2 separate regions of the Mus musculus genome follow, and region 2 is linked to region 1. The links are chromatin contacts, called in public Hi-C maps. All regions are on one chromosome and are shown on one strand. Each heading gives the region's core, a stretch centred on a gene start, on an enhancer-like site or on the middle of the called end of the contact. The rest is flanking DNA. Distances are from core to core; before and after follow the strand shown. Region 1 holds the start of Actr8 (ARP8 actin-related protein 8). Region 2 overlaps Cacna1d (calcium channel, voltage-dependent, L type, alpha 1D subunit).

The links. Hi-C and Micro-C count contacts between places; a contact is called where the count stands out from the background.
Region 2: a Hi-C map of cerebellum shows a contact between it and region 1, with 2.2 times the contacts expected there. The contact joins the enhancer-like site here to the promoter of Actr8 in region 1. A contact is called at or near these places in 3 of 39 promoter capture datasets (3T3-L1-derived adipocytes, the HPC-7 cell line and HPC-7-derived erythroid cells), 6 of 484 Hi-C or Micro-C datasets (the CH12 cell line, cerebellum, double positive thymocytes and 3 more) and 3 of 9 other capture datasets (adipose tissue, liver and pancreatic islet).

What each region holds. Positions count from the first base shown.
Region 1 is chr14:29,973,156-29,980,728 of GRCm38.p6, reverse strand. It overlaps Actr8 (ARP8 actin-related protein 8), which reads right to left and starts at 2,392. Exons shown (of 13, transcript NM_027493.3): 1 at 2,141-2,392. The coding sequence starts at 2,263. It overlaps Selenok (selenoprotein K), which reads right to left. Exons shown (of 5, transcript NM_019979.2): 4 at 7,282-7,368; 5 at 5,655-6,253. The coding sequence ends at 6,250.
Region 2 is chr14:30,126,744-30,134,512 of GRCm38.p6, reverse strand. Cacna1d (calcium channel, voltage-dependent, L type, alpha 1D subunit) reads left to right here. Exons shown (of 47, transcript NM_001083616.2): 10 at 4,309-4,396; 11 at 5,715-5,741. Among named protein-coding and RNA genes, the nearest start is that of Gm52106, 58 kb to the right of the region's middle. Within about 2 kb of position 4,937, at least 6 of the 459 cell types and tissues checked have an H3K27ac peak or open chromatin away from gene starts, as enhancers often do. A contact at or near this core is called in cerebellum, where this site is marked.

The DNA of each region.
Region 1 (7,573 bases), core at 1,143-3,642:
GTGCCACTCTGCACAGCTTCAATCCAGACTTCTGCTGATGACAAAACTCAACAACTCTGGAGCATTCAGCAACGCAGCTCCCTCTGCTGGCAAGGTTCTCTCCTTCAGCTCCATCTAACTCCTCCCCTCAGGAATGAATTAAACATCACCCAGAGTAAGTGTGATGGTCCCTTCATTATATGATCGTAGAGCCTTCCTCCTTTCCAGGACGTACAACAAACCCTAGTGAAGAGGGCGTGTCTGTCTTGTTTCCTACCCAGTCTCAGTACATGCTGTCAGTGTCACTGTGCTATGGAGGACATCTGCCAATCGAAAGGGCAAAACACATGAGGGACACCTGGACGTTATCAAAAACCCACGGGCTTCAGTATATACGTGAACGAAGAACATCTAGAGAAGCCGGGTGTGGTGGCGCATGCCTTTAATCCCAGCACTTGGGAGGCAGAGGCAGGCAGATTTCTGAGTTCCAGGCCAGCCTGGTCTACAGAGTGAGTTTCCAGGACAGCCAGTGCGATACAGAGAAACCCTGTCTCGAAAAAACAAACAAACAAATAAACAAACAAACAAGAAAGAAAGAATAGAAAATGCAGTTAAGTATGGACAATTTTTATTTTAGTAATTATGTATTTTAATGTGTTAGGAAAGAAACCTAGTAGTATGCCCCACTCATCATTTCCTGGAAATTATTCATTCCTTAACCCAAGACTGAGAAACGTCCATGAAGCACAAGTGCCCCAGAGGGTATGGGATAGTCAAAGCACGTGACGAGACTCACTGGAGTGTAGAAAAGGGACCGGAAGATATGCTATAAATTCAGCCTGCCACTTGCTCTGATGCAGCCCCCTACACCTCATCAAGTTCTTGTGAGGATGCCAGAGTTAGTCAGGCAGCCTGGATGTAGAACTGTCGGCCTTAGAGAACGCTAACTGTTCAATCTGAAATCCACCATAAAACTGTAAACCTGGACGTGCTTAAAACAGTAAGGTTTTGTTTTTTCCTTTTTATTGGTAACTCAGCTGAGTGGCTCTCAAGTGTAAGCTCTGCAAACGAAAACGTTGTAGCACAACGCCATCAAGTTAGCGTCCCACTCCAAAATTCTCCACTAGCTTCGATGAAGACGCTGGGTTACGAGCTTGTGTGGACACTGAAAATCTCTACCGTCTTTCTCTATTCTAAACAGCTATGTCTCCAATCCTTCACATCCTCTCCAGATCCAAGTCTCTCTTCCCCAGAACCTTCCTAACGCTGCAACCTTTTAACACAGCTCCTAATGTTGTGGTAACCCCCAACCATAAAATTATTTTGTTGCTACTTCGTAACTGTAATTCTGCTACTGTTACGAATCATAATATAAATCTCTGATATGCAACCCCCAAAGGGCTTACGACCCACAGGTTGAGAAATGCAGATAAACCTGGCATAGCTCTAAAACCATTCTAACCTCACCCTAAATCTCTAGCCTCCTGGGACCTCTGCCCTCCTGTCGAGGCTGGAAGAGAGACATTGTGGGTCCTCTGAACTAGCCTATCCCACACACCACACTATGCATTTTACTGCAGCCCTACCAGTTAGATATTTCAACCCACCTATGGGAGAGGAAGAAGGTTCTGAAATGGTCCACAGGAAATCCTCAACGGCCGATCCTTCCCTATTTCTTCTGGGAGCTGTGCACTGCCGTGGCCCATTTCCCTATAGGAATTTATTTCCTTTACTTATCAGTAAGCCCTGGTGAGTGAGAGTGTGAGCCATGCTGCTCCAAGTTGTTTACTTAAACTTGTGCTGTTATTGCCATATTATTCATGTCTATTTAAGGAAAGGCTACCTTTTTCCTGCTTTTAAACGTGAAATGACTTGCACTGTGAGATTTGCAAACAAAGAAACTGGTTAGAGCCCTAACCATCCCTGAATATCTGCTGGCGTCCCTGAGAGCCAGGCCGTTGCTAAATCGTGACGTCTTATAGCTGAGACCTGGAGGCTGTGCACCGCGGCCTTGGCTTTGCCCTGCACCGCGCTACTTTGCACAAGGAACCTATGGGAGGGGACCCGGATGCTTCCGGCTCCGCCCGGACCCTGGGCTCCGGCCAGCAGCAGAGGCCCAGGCTAGCAGTGGTCTAACCAAGGCCAGCCCCCTGCACCTCACCTCCTGCAGCGACTCGGGGACCAACGCGGGTACGATGGGCCGCTTCACGCCGCGCTGCTCCTTCTCCTTCTCCCCGCCCTTCTCCTTCCCGTTCTCCGCGTCCCCCTTCTCGGCTTGGGTCATCTCTGCCACCGTGGACCACCACCAGCCCCGGGGCTCTGGGACACCGACGCCACAGCAGTCAGAGGAGAACCATTGCGCAGGCGCGGCGTCCCCTGGCTGCCCACAGTCAAAATGGCCGCCACCGGCGTCGCCCCTAGAGAATTCTGGGAACGTGGAGGGCATGACAGGGTTGGAGTTTTGGTTTTTCCTTTTTTTTTTTTTTTTTTTTTTTGTTTTTGTTTTTGTTTTGTTTTTGGTGATGATGGGGATTGAACCCAGGCACCATTGAATAGTGAGCATGTTCCTATTACCAATGAGCTACATCTCCAGTGTAATACAGTTAATCAATTAAATTTATTTTTAGCCCTGGCTAGCCTGGAACTTCCTATTTAGACTCACAGAAGTTAAAGGCTTAAGCTATCTCACTTAACCCTAATAAATTGAGTGCTCCGCGCGAGTCTGAGGTTCATCAGTCTCATTTTGACTCCACAGGTCTTCACTCAGAGGTTCCATAATATTGCTAGTTCTCAGTTCGTTGGTCCTGCTCAGATCGGCCTCTGATTGGGTTCTTTGGGACTCGGTCTCTTCTTGACATATTCCTTGAGTAACTTATTTGAACTTCATGCCTTTACCCATTTGATACCTATACATAAGATTTCTACAAATCATTGCAAAGTTAAGATTAAATACAGATTTGGTTTTTTGTCTTTTATTTTGAGACAGAGTTTCTCTATGAAGCCCTGGCTGAACCTGGATCTTACTTTGTAGTCCAGGCTGGCCTCGGACTCACAGAGACCCTCTTGCCTCTGGCCCCAAGTGCTGGGATTAAAGGTATGTGTTACCACCTCCTGGCAAATATGTAATTCCTAATTCCCATTCACCATAGGAGGTGGGACAGGGCATGACAAGCCCCCAACAATAAATCAGATATGTAATTTGGCTGCTCACCCAAGCCATCACAAATAGTCAAGTGACTAAAATTATCTTGAATTCATTCACTTTTTTTGAATGTGTTGTTACTTAGCCAACTCCCGCTGGATGACAACAGCAGCCTCTAAGATGGGGTTCCTGTCTAGTCCAGTTCCTGATCATCTATCCCTACAGCTGCTCAGCGTTTTACTGCAAACTAGTCTGTTGTGGCAGCGTATACATGCCATTCCAACACTCAGGAGGATTGCCTCAGTTTATGGCCAACCACCTCCAAGACTTTACTTGATCTAATGCTCATCATTTGTGTGTGTGTGCGTGCGTGCGTGTGCTGTATGCCCACAGAGCCAGAGAACATCAGGTTGTCCTCATTTATTGCACCACAATACTTCTTTGAAACAGGATTTCTCAATAACCTAGAGCTCAGCTGATAGGCATTGAGCCACGAGATCCCGTCTCTATCTGACACCTGGGGTTACAGGTGAGCACAAGGTATTGGCCAAGCCTTGTTCTATGAGTGCTTTGATCTGAATTCAAGTCCTCAAGAGAGCACATCTTATGCTCGTACCTACTGAGCAAGCCTGGACCACCCACCCCCCTCCCATACCTGTGGTCTATGAAGCTATATTTGATCTTGTTTTGTGTGTGTGTGTATACATTCTTGCATAAGGTGCATATGTGGAGGTGAGAGGATAACTCTAAGAAGTTCTTTCTCCCACACAGGTCCTAGGAGTAGGGTCAGTTAGGCTTGGCAGCCAATGTCAAAGCTTGGCTTTATCACCAGCCCACATACCTAATTTCCAGTGTGGTGTCTGGCTGGATTGATTTAGCTCTCCCCACCCCTGCTCCAGGGTGTCATTTCATTATGGTTCCTTAGACCTAGGGGCCGTTGGTGTGCAGTTGTTTTGTCTATGCACTTTCTCCAACGCTACAATGAAGCTCCACGAGAAGTGTGCTTCTGTAAGCCTCAGAAGACGGCGAGAACACAGGAGTCAAATGACCTGAGCTGGATGTGGGGAGCGTCCCTGGGATCCCATGAAACTGAGATGGGCAAGAGCATTTTGAGTTCAAGGTCAGTTTGGACTGCATGCGACTGTCTCAGTAAGCCAACACAAAGTCCAGTTTAGCACAGTCCATCTTTATTTTTCAAGACAGGGTTTCTCTGTGTAGCCCTGGCTGTCCTGGAACTCACTTTGTAAACCAGGCTGGCCTCGAACTCAGAGATCCACCTGCTGCTGCCTCCCGAGTGCTGGGATTAAAGGCGTGCGCCACCACTGCCAGGCTTTGGTCTACCCTTCCTGATTTCCTTTCATAAGTGACAAAGCATGACTCAAAATTATAAGCTACTGGATAAAGGCAAGTTTCAAATACAGGATATACCAGAGGACAGGTCCTGTGTTACAGGCTCCAGTACTCAAGTGCAGAACAAATCTGCTAAATATGAGTTGCATGCAGGGACTGTGGGGTCCTGAGAGAGGAAGTCAGAACTAGCAGCAATCCTGACAGTCAGAAAAGGCTCTTAGATCCCAAGCACAGAGAAGCTACTGCTTACACTAAGTCACCTTCAAAGGCCATGCTCTTCTTACTACAATATTTCTGCCACTCACAGCCACACAATCTAGGATGCTGTGGAGCTCTAAGCCCTCACGTTTATTCGTATAATTTAAGAATCAACTAAAAACATAAAAGAGGTTGAGTATAACTGAGTGTAGAACTGTTCTTACTCCAAAACTTACACTTTTCTTTCTCTTTCAACACCAGTAGCTTGTGATACTACATCCCCATTTCTGATAAGTAGATATAAATAGCTTTCACCTAAAAACTTGGTTTCAGCCTTTGTACACTGGCATATACTGTTATTACTTTTATAATATTCCAGGGCCTATTTTATGTAGTCACCGTCCACAAGACTAGGGTAAGCTAAGCAAGCTGCGGCTCGCACATGCGTAACCTTAGTACCCCGGAGGCAGGCAGGCAGCGCTCAGGCTCCAGTTCAAGGCCAGCCTGGGCTATAGTTTGCTTTTGTTAGTTTTTCAGAACTTAGAAGTCCCTGGGAAGAGGAACCTCAGTTGAGAAGATGCCTTTATCACACAGCCTATAGAGAAGTCTGTAGGGCATTTTCTTGATGGATTGTTGTGTGAGGACCACTGTGGGTAGTGCCACCCTGAAGGTGGTCTTGGGTTGTACAACGTAACAAGTTGAGCAAGCACTGAGAACAAGCCAGTAAGCAGTGTTCCCCATGGTCTCTGCCCTAACTTCCCTCCGCGATGGACTGTGAGCTATAAGATAGCAAAAACAGAAACAAAACCCCTTTCCTCCCCAAGTTCCCTTCGGTCATAGTCTTTGTCACAGCAATAAAGACAGCAGTGAAGTCCATGGGTTTCAAGACTGGGGAGCATACAGTCAGTCATTTCAAGCTCATTTCTGATGACTGTGGCCTTATAAATATCCTGACGGTGTTATCTAATAGTAAATCAGACAACATGCATTTACAAAGTAAGTATATTAAAGATTAAAAATTCAAAAGCAAATTTACATGTACTACTGAAATAATTATGTTTTGGTTTATTTATAAATGAGAGCAAAGTAACAGTGAGCAGTATTTCAAAAGCTGAGAAAAGGCAAAATTAACAGAACTATATACACTGGAGAAGGGGGTGATGGCTTGGAAAAGCCAGACAAAAACAAAACCAATCAAACAAAACCAACCAAACAAAACTCCAGGACTAAATACATGGCCTTTATTTCTTCCGGATCAAAGATTTTGGGTATGATCATATAAAGACGAACAATTAAGTTTTGCAACCTAGAAATATTTACTTCTTAAAACTATATTAATACTTTAGTAAACTATACAAAAAAAAGATAAGGAGACAAACATGTACATTTATAGAACTGCGTATCAGTCAGGCTAGATCCTGCAGAGGGAATTCCCAGCATGACCTCATTCATCTGTGGGGACACAGAGCAATCCTTGTTTGGACATACACCATCTTCTCCTGCACGAGCCGCTCTTCACCGCTTGATGGCTTCCTTCTACACGTGTGTATGTCTAGTTGTCTGCTTCTCAGAGCAGACATTTACCTAAAAGAGGTTAACAGAATTAGCTCCTGCTTATTAAACTGGATCTCTCTCTCTCTCTCTCTCCCCCCTCTCTTTCTCTCTCTCTGGCATGTGTATATCAGCATTAAATTCTTGAGGGGTAGAAACAGTGAAGAGAGCTGGCCATGAAGCCAAGGAGGTCCAAGGAGGTAAAACAAATCTTTTCTCAACTGATATTTTAATAATAAAGTCAATAAACTTCCAAGAATTAAGATATATCTTGGGCTGGAGAGATGGCTCAGCAGTTAAGAGCACTGACTGCTCTCCCCGAGGTCCTGAGTTCAAATCCCAGCAACCACATGGTGGATCACAACCATTCGTAATGATGCCCTCTTCCAGAGTGTCTGAAGACGGCTACAGTGTACTTACATATAATAAATAAATAAATAAATCTTAAAAAAAGATATATCTCTCTAAATAATAAAATATGCAATTTCCAAAGAGATGACTCAGCAGCTAAGAACACTTCCTGCTCTTGCAGAGAACAAGAGTTAGATTCTAAGTACCCATCTTAGATGGCTCACAACTGCTGACTACAAGAGTTCCAGGAGGATTTGACTTATTCTGACCTCCATGGGCACCCATACTCACAAGCAGACACACATACACACATACACACACGCACACACACACAAGCAGGCAGACACACACACACACACACACACACCTAAGTCAAAATAAAATCTTAAAATGCCACTTGCAGATCCACTGCCCTCTTCTGGTCTCCTCCTTGCCTCCACCCCTCCAACATATACAGTACATTTATGTTCATGTAAGCAAAACACTCATACACATAAAACAAACAAACAAAGTCAGTCGGTGGTGGTGGGGGACACTTTTAATCCCAGTACTCAGGAGGCATACGTAGGCCAATCTTAAGTTTAGGCCAACCTAGTTCAGGGATTAACAGGAAAATCCAGTCTCGAAAAACCCCTCACCAAAAACATGACTTCTGTTTTTCTAAACAAAATATTCCTAAGGAGGCAAAGTCATTTCAGATTTTAACTTACCTTCCTCATCCACCAGCCATTGGAGGAGGGCTGGGGCCACGAAGGTGACTGATCCTACCCATTCTTCGTGGAGGGTTTCCTGGTGGCCTAATAAAAGAGGAAGTTAGCATGTAATGTTTAGTAAACCCAGCTTCAGTTGGGTCTCTCTTCTTTGAGTGTCTTGCTATATAGTGTTGCCTAGCCTGAATTCTCTATACAGACCAGACCTTGAACTCAGATTCTGTCTATCTCTGTATCCTAAGAGCTGGTTTTAAAGGTATACACCACCATTCCTGGCCAATTGGTTCCTTTT
Region 2 (7,769 bases), core at 3,688-6,187, 150 kb before region 1:
TGAGTCTTTGACCTCACTGAAAGAAATGACCTGGTGAATTGGTATATGCCACTCCGAGGTGCTGCCCAGTTGCATAGACTCATGTGTGTGTGTGTACGTGCGCATATGTGTGTGCAAATGCATTTGTGTATGCCTGCCTCTGAATTTGTACAGCTGACAAGTATGGTTGTGAAACACGTAGTTTATAGAGTGAAAGTTGATGAGGAAATATCTGTGCGTTGGTTAAGGATACTAGGTATTGTGCTAGCTTGAGAAATGTCCATCATTTGGTTATTTTGTGAAGTATAGTTCAGAGTGGAAGCCAGGCCTGGTACTCCTCCATGTTAAAGAAAAAAACAGTGACCTGCCTCCTCAGGGAGTGGCTCCAGGTAGCGCCTCGCCTAGGCTGTCTATGCCACCAAGGATGAGCTAGGCAGCTTTCCAACATCCCCCTACCTGCAGCGGCACCCAGGTTCCTCCCAGCTCCTCCCCGCCCCCCAGCTTCTAGTGCTCTCCCCAGAGGTCCAACACCTGAAGTAGAAACAGACTTGTAACTCCTCCCTATGCAGATGGCCCTAGTGTGTTCCTGTAGGGGGTGACTGGCATCTGCAAACAGCAGGAGGTTCTGAGAGGTCTGCCTAAACCCTAGCAAAGCCCCAGCACTGACTCCTGCTGGGGAAAGAAGGGTAGTTACTCCATAAGATGCCATGGAGGCCTTAGGAGAAATGCACCTGTCCCCGGGTTTATCACATGAATTTTTGTAATCCTTCCTGCTTTGACTTTTATAGAGTTGCAATAGTCACCAGTACAGCTTGTTACTATCTCCAGGAACTGGGCTTGTCTGCTGGGTGTAGTGTGTAGACATGGGAATACTCAGTAGCATTTAAGCTTGTTCCAACCCTGTGGTATATCAGCCTACTTAAGCATCTCTACTGAAACTGTGGGTATGGTGTGCCACACAGGGGTGCATCCTGAGTGGGATGGGAGTGAGCTGACTACCCCTGTGGCAAGCCAGCTGCTTGGTCATCTGGGCACTCACGTCCTTTGCTGTGTACTTCCAGGAGCCTCTTCCAACACTGATGGATTCTTCTGTCTTGGTCGTTTTTAAAGTGTAGATGAGAACCTTTGAGGGCTAAGTGCAGGAAGGAGGCTCTACTCAGTCACTAGCATGAAAGTAAATGTGCGGTGTGTAGCCATGGAGGATAAAATGCTTAATGTGGAAGCTGGGCCCACAGCCCCGCCCCAGCCAGGCCCACAGCCCTACCCCAGCCAGACCTCTGCAGGGGGTGGGTGGAGCTGAACACCGGGCTACCCAGCTCTGCAGAGCTTCGGCCCCTTGCTCAAACTGAGGGACCTGATCAAGGTTCAAGCACACAATGTCTTCATCCTCTCCCTTCCAGAGCCCTGATGACATCATTCTGGAATAGACACCACACTCCTGGGGACCCTGTAAATGATGGTGACTGCAGGGTTGCTGTCCCTACAACATGCTAAATTAGACAGTAACTCCTCTTAAGTCAAAAAAAAAAAAATACACAGAGTGGTAGCCCACACTAACTCAGAAGTATAGTTGGCTGTTCACACTAGATGCTCCTGGACAGCAACGAGAGGGGCCTGGGCAAAATGACCACAAATTGGAGTGCTTTGCTTTCAGAGATCCTCCGGAGAGTTTTTCTGATACCATTGGCAGGGTCTGTGCTTGGACACCTTGCCCATGACCTGGAGCCAGGACTGACACCCAGTGTGCCTCATCCTGTTCAGTCCTGACTGACACCCAGTGTGCCTACAGCCTGTTCAGTCCTGACTGACACCCAGTGTGTCTACAGCCCTGAGGCAGATGCTCTTAACCATATAGATGAAGACATGGAGGCAGAGAGAAGCCAGGCCACAAGTGGGAGTTAGATTTAGGACTGATAAGCACATGATACTCTCTGGTACTGTCCTACCACCCCAGAGGATGAGTGGGAGAGTCTGAGGCAGGGAGGCCTCCTCATCCTCTGTGTAGCCTGGCCTCAGGGCTCCACAGTTCCCAGTGTTGGTTGCCATTCACAGTGTGGGGTTTGTTTCCTGCCTTTCTGCCTGCACAGCCTTGGGAAGCAGCTAAGAGTGGCACTCTAAGCACTCAGTAAGAGTGGCTCACTAATAATTAGCATAGATCCAGAGATGCAGAGTGATGTGGCCCCTTGGTCACAGGCCGGCCGTCACCTACCTGCCCCCATCAGATTGTAAAATGAAGCTATAGGGATGAAGAGCCACATCCTGCACTGACGATGGCATGCATGAGACCTCCAGAGTGCAAAAGCCACAAGACTTCTTCTGTTCAGAAGTTTACCTTTGAAAACTAGTAATGTTTCAATATGACAAATAAGAGAATTGTGGGGGCACTTAATATGGACAGAAATGGCCCTGAATGTGTGGTTCACACTGCCATTTTATCACTAGGAAATTGAAGTTCAAAGAGAGGCAGATGTTCTCATGAAGAGTGGGGCAGATCAGGGCCTGGAGATTCCCCCAAATGCACAGCACATGTTATGCTACCTCAGCCTCAGAAACCAGCAGCTATCCCAGGTCACAAAGAGAGGGACTCCTGGTGGGATCTGAAAAGAGTTTCCAGTGTGGTCTTCCGCACCTGTCAGTACAAGGGGCAACTTGCAACAAGCTGCTACAATGATATTACAGCCTAGTCTTACAGATGGGAGCATAGAACAGACAGGAGAAGGGGGCTGTGTGTGTGTGTGTGTGTGTGTGTGTGTGTGTGTGTGTACGCGAGTGCATGGGTCTTAATGGAGTACTTGCTGAAGGATATTCCTGTGTCAGATGATGAGACTTCCTAATTTGTTTCTTTCCCTGTGTCCCGCCCCCTCCCCCCACCATGGGTTCCAAAGTGAATGGAGGTTTGTAGTTGGTTGCTTTGAATTCAAGGAAAAGGAACAGGAGAGTCCCAGGAGTGTAATCAGTTGGTGTTCATTTGGCCTCTGCTTCTGAAACCTGGGCCTGGATGTAGCTGCTAAGCCTCCCGCAGCGACAAGCTCAGCTTCTTGTGTGTTCACAAAGGGCTCAGGGACTTCCCTTTGTGCCCTTGGGAGACAGGGCTCTCTGACCTCTGGGTCTATGAGTCAGGTCCCACTTTCTCCTTGCAGTGAGCTTTCTCTCTCTCTCCTCAGCAGGGATGGAAGCCACACAGTCAGTAGAGAGAACAGTAACCCTCCACCCCACCCCCACCCCCAGTCCCACCCCACCCCCACCCCCAGCCTCGACTGGGGCTCACAGTGTCCACCACCGTTCTATAGGCACTGCTAACAGTTTTTGTAGATGAAGTTTGAGGTGTCCTTGCTCAGGGGAACTGCCTGACCACAGGAGCAAGGCTTTCGTGCGGGTAGTGTAAGGTTCTGAACACTGGGGCTCTGCCTCAGGAAAGAGATGTCCATGAGCCTAGGTAGCTTCCCCAGCTTCAGTTTGGGCTTCCTCCCCCTCTCAGCTCCACTCTGTCTCCCAGCATAATCAGGCATCTTTCCCAAGGGCATCTTGCACAGACTCCTGAGGTAGCTCCATTCAGGGACATCTGCCCCTCACCTTCCAGGTGACCACATGTCAGACGTTGGCTCTGGGGGATCCAGGGACCTCCAAGCACTAGTAGGCCCGTTTTACATCTCTTCCCCTTCTTCTAAGGATCCTGACATGGACCTAGGTCTCAGAGACATCAGACCTGGGACTGAAGTTGGCCCTGCCCTGCTCGATGATTGGCAAGAGCCCTCACCTGCTCTCTGCTCCAAGGCTTTCCTTCTGCTTTCATAGCGCTCCAGTGCTGGCTTATTCAGGAAGTACCTTCCCTATGCTGGCCGTACACTCTCGGTGGAGCTTAGACATCCAATCAACTGCCACAGACTGAGTGGAGCTCCTGACATTTGAAAAACGTTTATGCACGTGTCTCTATGCACTGCCTCCTCCAACTGTAATAGCTTGTCTTTGGTGTGCTGTAAAGACCTCTCCATGAGCCGTGAACTCTGCAGAAGGGGCCAGTGGAAGCATTCCCATACTGAGATATTTGTATACCTTCTCTGTAGTGCTGTGATAGAGAGAACAGGCCTGTGCCAGGCCTGCCGGCTCCATTCACTGTGACACCATGGCTTCTTTTCTTGGGAAGCATTTGGGTCACCAGAATTGTCTCTTGCAGGTGATATTGGCTTTCTCTGCAGCCACTGAAAGCGTAGGCTCAGCCTGGCACGCCTGATAGCCCTCCTTCCGGCATCCTGAGAGTCTGCACCTGGCCCACCGCCTGGCATGTCATGCCACAGCACGCTGTCTAAAGCACTTTTCTTCTCCCCACAGCTAGCATGCCCACCAGCGAGACTGAATCTGTCAACACAGAGAACGTAAGTGGTGAAGGCGAGACCCAGGGATGCTGTGGAACTCTCTGGTGAGTGTGGAGGCTGCTCAGCCTCCTTACCCCACTTTGGAGATGCTAGCGCTGAGAGGGTACCCCCAGAGGACAGTGGAGTCCTTGGGCTCTGGAAGGAGATCAGCTGTGCTCCAACAGGCTGCCTCCAGCCCTTTGGTACCCCTCCTCCTATACCAGGTCTGCTGGGGCATCTCAGCATCTTGCCTGCCTCTGCTGTGACGTTGTCTGCCTAAGGCAGGGCATGGGAAGTGTGCTTTTTAACCCAGCCACCTGCTCTGTTCATTAGGTGCTGGTGGAAAAGAAGAGGCGCGGCCAAGACCGGGCCCTCTGGGTGTCGGCGGTGGGGGTAAAGGCTGATTTCTCCTCCCACTTGGGTTTGGTATCTGTGCTTTGAAGGAAGAGCTTGAATGGCAGAGTTGCTGGCTAGAATGTGCCACATACTTAAATCTTCCTTCACCCATGGGACCTTCCAACCCCATCCCGGCAGCTGGATCCGGAGGTCCCGCCCTCCACTGCTCAAGGCCCCGTGTTTTGGAGCTGTGTTTGCACTGCCCTTTCCTGACCACGTGGGGCGCTATCCCCTTGAGGGTTCCCAGGCTTTTCTCTAGATAACTGGGCTGCAGTAGCAGGGTTGGGGCAGCAATGCAGAATGTGCCAAGAACTGCCTGCTTTGGGGAGCCCGGTGCTGATTTGACTTGTTTGCTTCTTGCCTGCATCGTTTACATCTTATTCCTCCAAAGGACGGGTGTCATCTTTAAGAGAACTCAACCTCATTTGGGGCAGAGGTTCATAAATATGACACACACACTATTGGGAGGTATGGCGATGGCTCATGGAGCGATTCACCCCTGTTCTCCTGCTCTGCCCTCTCTATGACGTGAAGTGGGCTGGGAATGGATTTGCTGTCCCCATTTTACAGATGAGAACACTGAGCTTTGCAAGGCATGCTGTGTCCCCACCCTTACCCTTGCTGTGATCGCAGGAGCCAGGCAGGAGCAACAGTTGCTACTGTTGAGACTGGGGTTGCAGGCCACAGTGGCCCAGCAAACTGGCTTCCGCTAGAGGGAGGGAAAGGAGAAGGACCCTGCACCGGTCCATGGCCAGTCCGGAAATCTGAGCCTTCTCTTGTGCCTGGGCCCTTGGGGGTGCTCCTGGCACACCGTTAGCACCTTGACATCTGCTCTGGCCTTAACCAACTGGCCAGCTATTAAGAATCAGCCACGGGGAACCAGAGTCCTGGCTTCTGTGCATGGCTTTAGCCATCTCTACTTCAGTGATGGGCACTTGAGCTGAACCTTCCGCATGGGAGTCTTAACACTGTTTTCTTCCCTTTCAGTCAGGCCATCTCGAAATCCAAACTCAGGTCAGTTCTTTCAACTTGCTTTCCCTCCCTCCCTCCCTCCCCCCCTCTCGCCCCTCCCCCTCTCTCGCCCCTCCCTCCCTCTCTCCCTCCTTTCCTTCCTTTTTTTCCCCCTCAGAGCTTGCATTACGGTTTTTATGTTATGTTTTAAATTCTGACTTTTATGTAGAATTGGTCTAGACTTGAGTTTAAACATGGATTCCCAGATTTCAGTCAGTCTTTAAGTCTTACAGCACTGCCTCGGGGAGCAGGACGGAGCATCAGCTTTTAGGCAGGAGCACATTTGCCTCTTTAGCAACCCTCCAGTCACTTCTCAGAAAGATTCTCCACAAAAGAAGGTACAGGAGTCTAAGGCACCTAGTAGTGTTCAGTTTCCAGCCCTGGATGCAGGCTGTGTGTTCATCTTGTAAGTCCCCACATGCATTTTGTGTTCTCTTCTTATGTGTTCTTTTCAATTAAAGACATTTCCCTGCTGTATGCAAACAGTAGTCATAAAACTAAGAAATAAAACCTCACCCTGTAGAAACTCCGAAAGAAAACGGGAGAGAAAGCACTGTGACCACAGGTTAGACAAAGACTTCTTAAAGATCATTGCCCAGGACATGATCCATATGAGAGAAAAATGATAGATTGATCCCCATAAGAATTAAAGCATCTAACTTTATTTTATTATAAAATCAAAAGAATAAGCCACAGACCTGATCAAAATATTTGCAAGTCATATTTGATAAAAGGCTAGATCTAATATGTAATCTAATATGTGATCTAATATGTGAAGAAAATAATATGTAGAGAGACAGTATTAATGGCAAACAGCCCTATAAAAGTGGAAAGAAGGTTCCAGCACACAGTTCACAAGAAGAAAGCTGCATGGTATATAAGCAAAGAAATGAGGAGGACATTGCTGGGTGTTTTGGGCAGTGCTGGCAGGCATGTTATATGACACAATCATTTTGAAAAAGCCTTTAGTAGTCGCTTATAAAGCTACAGTAATGATATGACCTAGCAATTCTAATTATACGGTATCTATGTAAGAGAAAGAAACTTACACTAAAAGTATATGTGTTTGTAGTGGGTTTATTCATAATTATTTTAAAGTAGAAATAACCCAATGTCCATCAAATGGTACAGTGAGCAGATCAGTTGTGATTTATCCATGTGGTACAGTACTTCTCAGTGACAGGGAGAAGGGAGTGTTACTGAGAGGGCCACTAAGAGGGCTTAGTGGGAAAGGTGCTTGCTGTGCAAGCCAAGCGACCTGAGTTCTAGCGCCAGAACCCACATAAAGATGGAGGAGAAGCAACTCAACCAAGCTGTCCCCAACTTCCATGTGCATGTGCACCCTACACAAGACACACATATGTGCACATGCACACACACAACATTAGGTTGTTTTGTTTTGTTTTTTAATTACTGATAATGTTAGCAATACTGATGAATCTCAAAAACATTTTGGGGTGAGGAAAATGAAGCCTCGAAATGACACATATGATGATTCTGGTTAGTAAACAGCAGTGAGCAGAGAAGACAGACCAGTAGTCCTGAGCTGGGGATGGGGCATGAATGGACTCACATGACTGATGGAAGTGGTCTGTATTCCGACTAAGCATAGACCTCAAAAAGAATAAACCTGCTGCAAGTAATTTTATCTCAACCTGAGTCTGAATAAAACTTAATGAGTTTGTCTTAGTCAGGGTTTCTATTCCTGCACAAACATCATGACCAAGAAGCAAGTTGGGGAGGAAAGGGTTTATTCGGCTTACACTTCCATACTGCTGTTCATCACCAAGGAAGTCAGGACTGGAACTCAAGCAGGTCAGAAAGCAGGAGCTGATGCAGAGGCCATGGAGGGATGTTCTTTACTGGCTTGCTTCCCCTGGCTTGCTCAGCCTGCTCTCTCATAGAACCAAGACTACCAGCCCAGAGATGGTCCCACCCACAAGGGGCCTTTCGCCCTTGATCACTAATTGAGAAAATGCCTTACAGTTGGATCTCATGGAGGCATTTCCTCAACTGAAGCTCCTTTCTCTG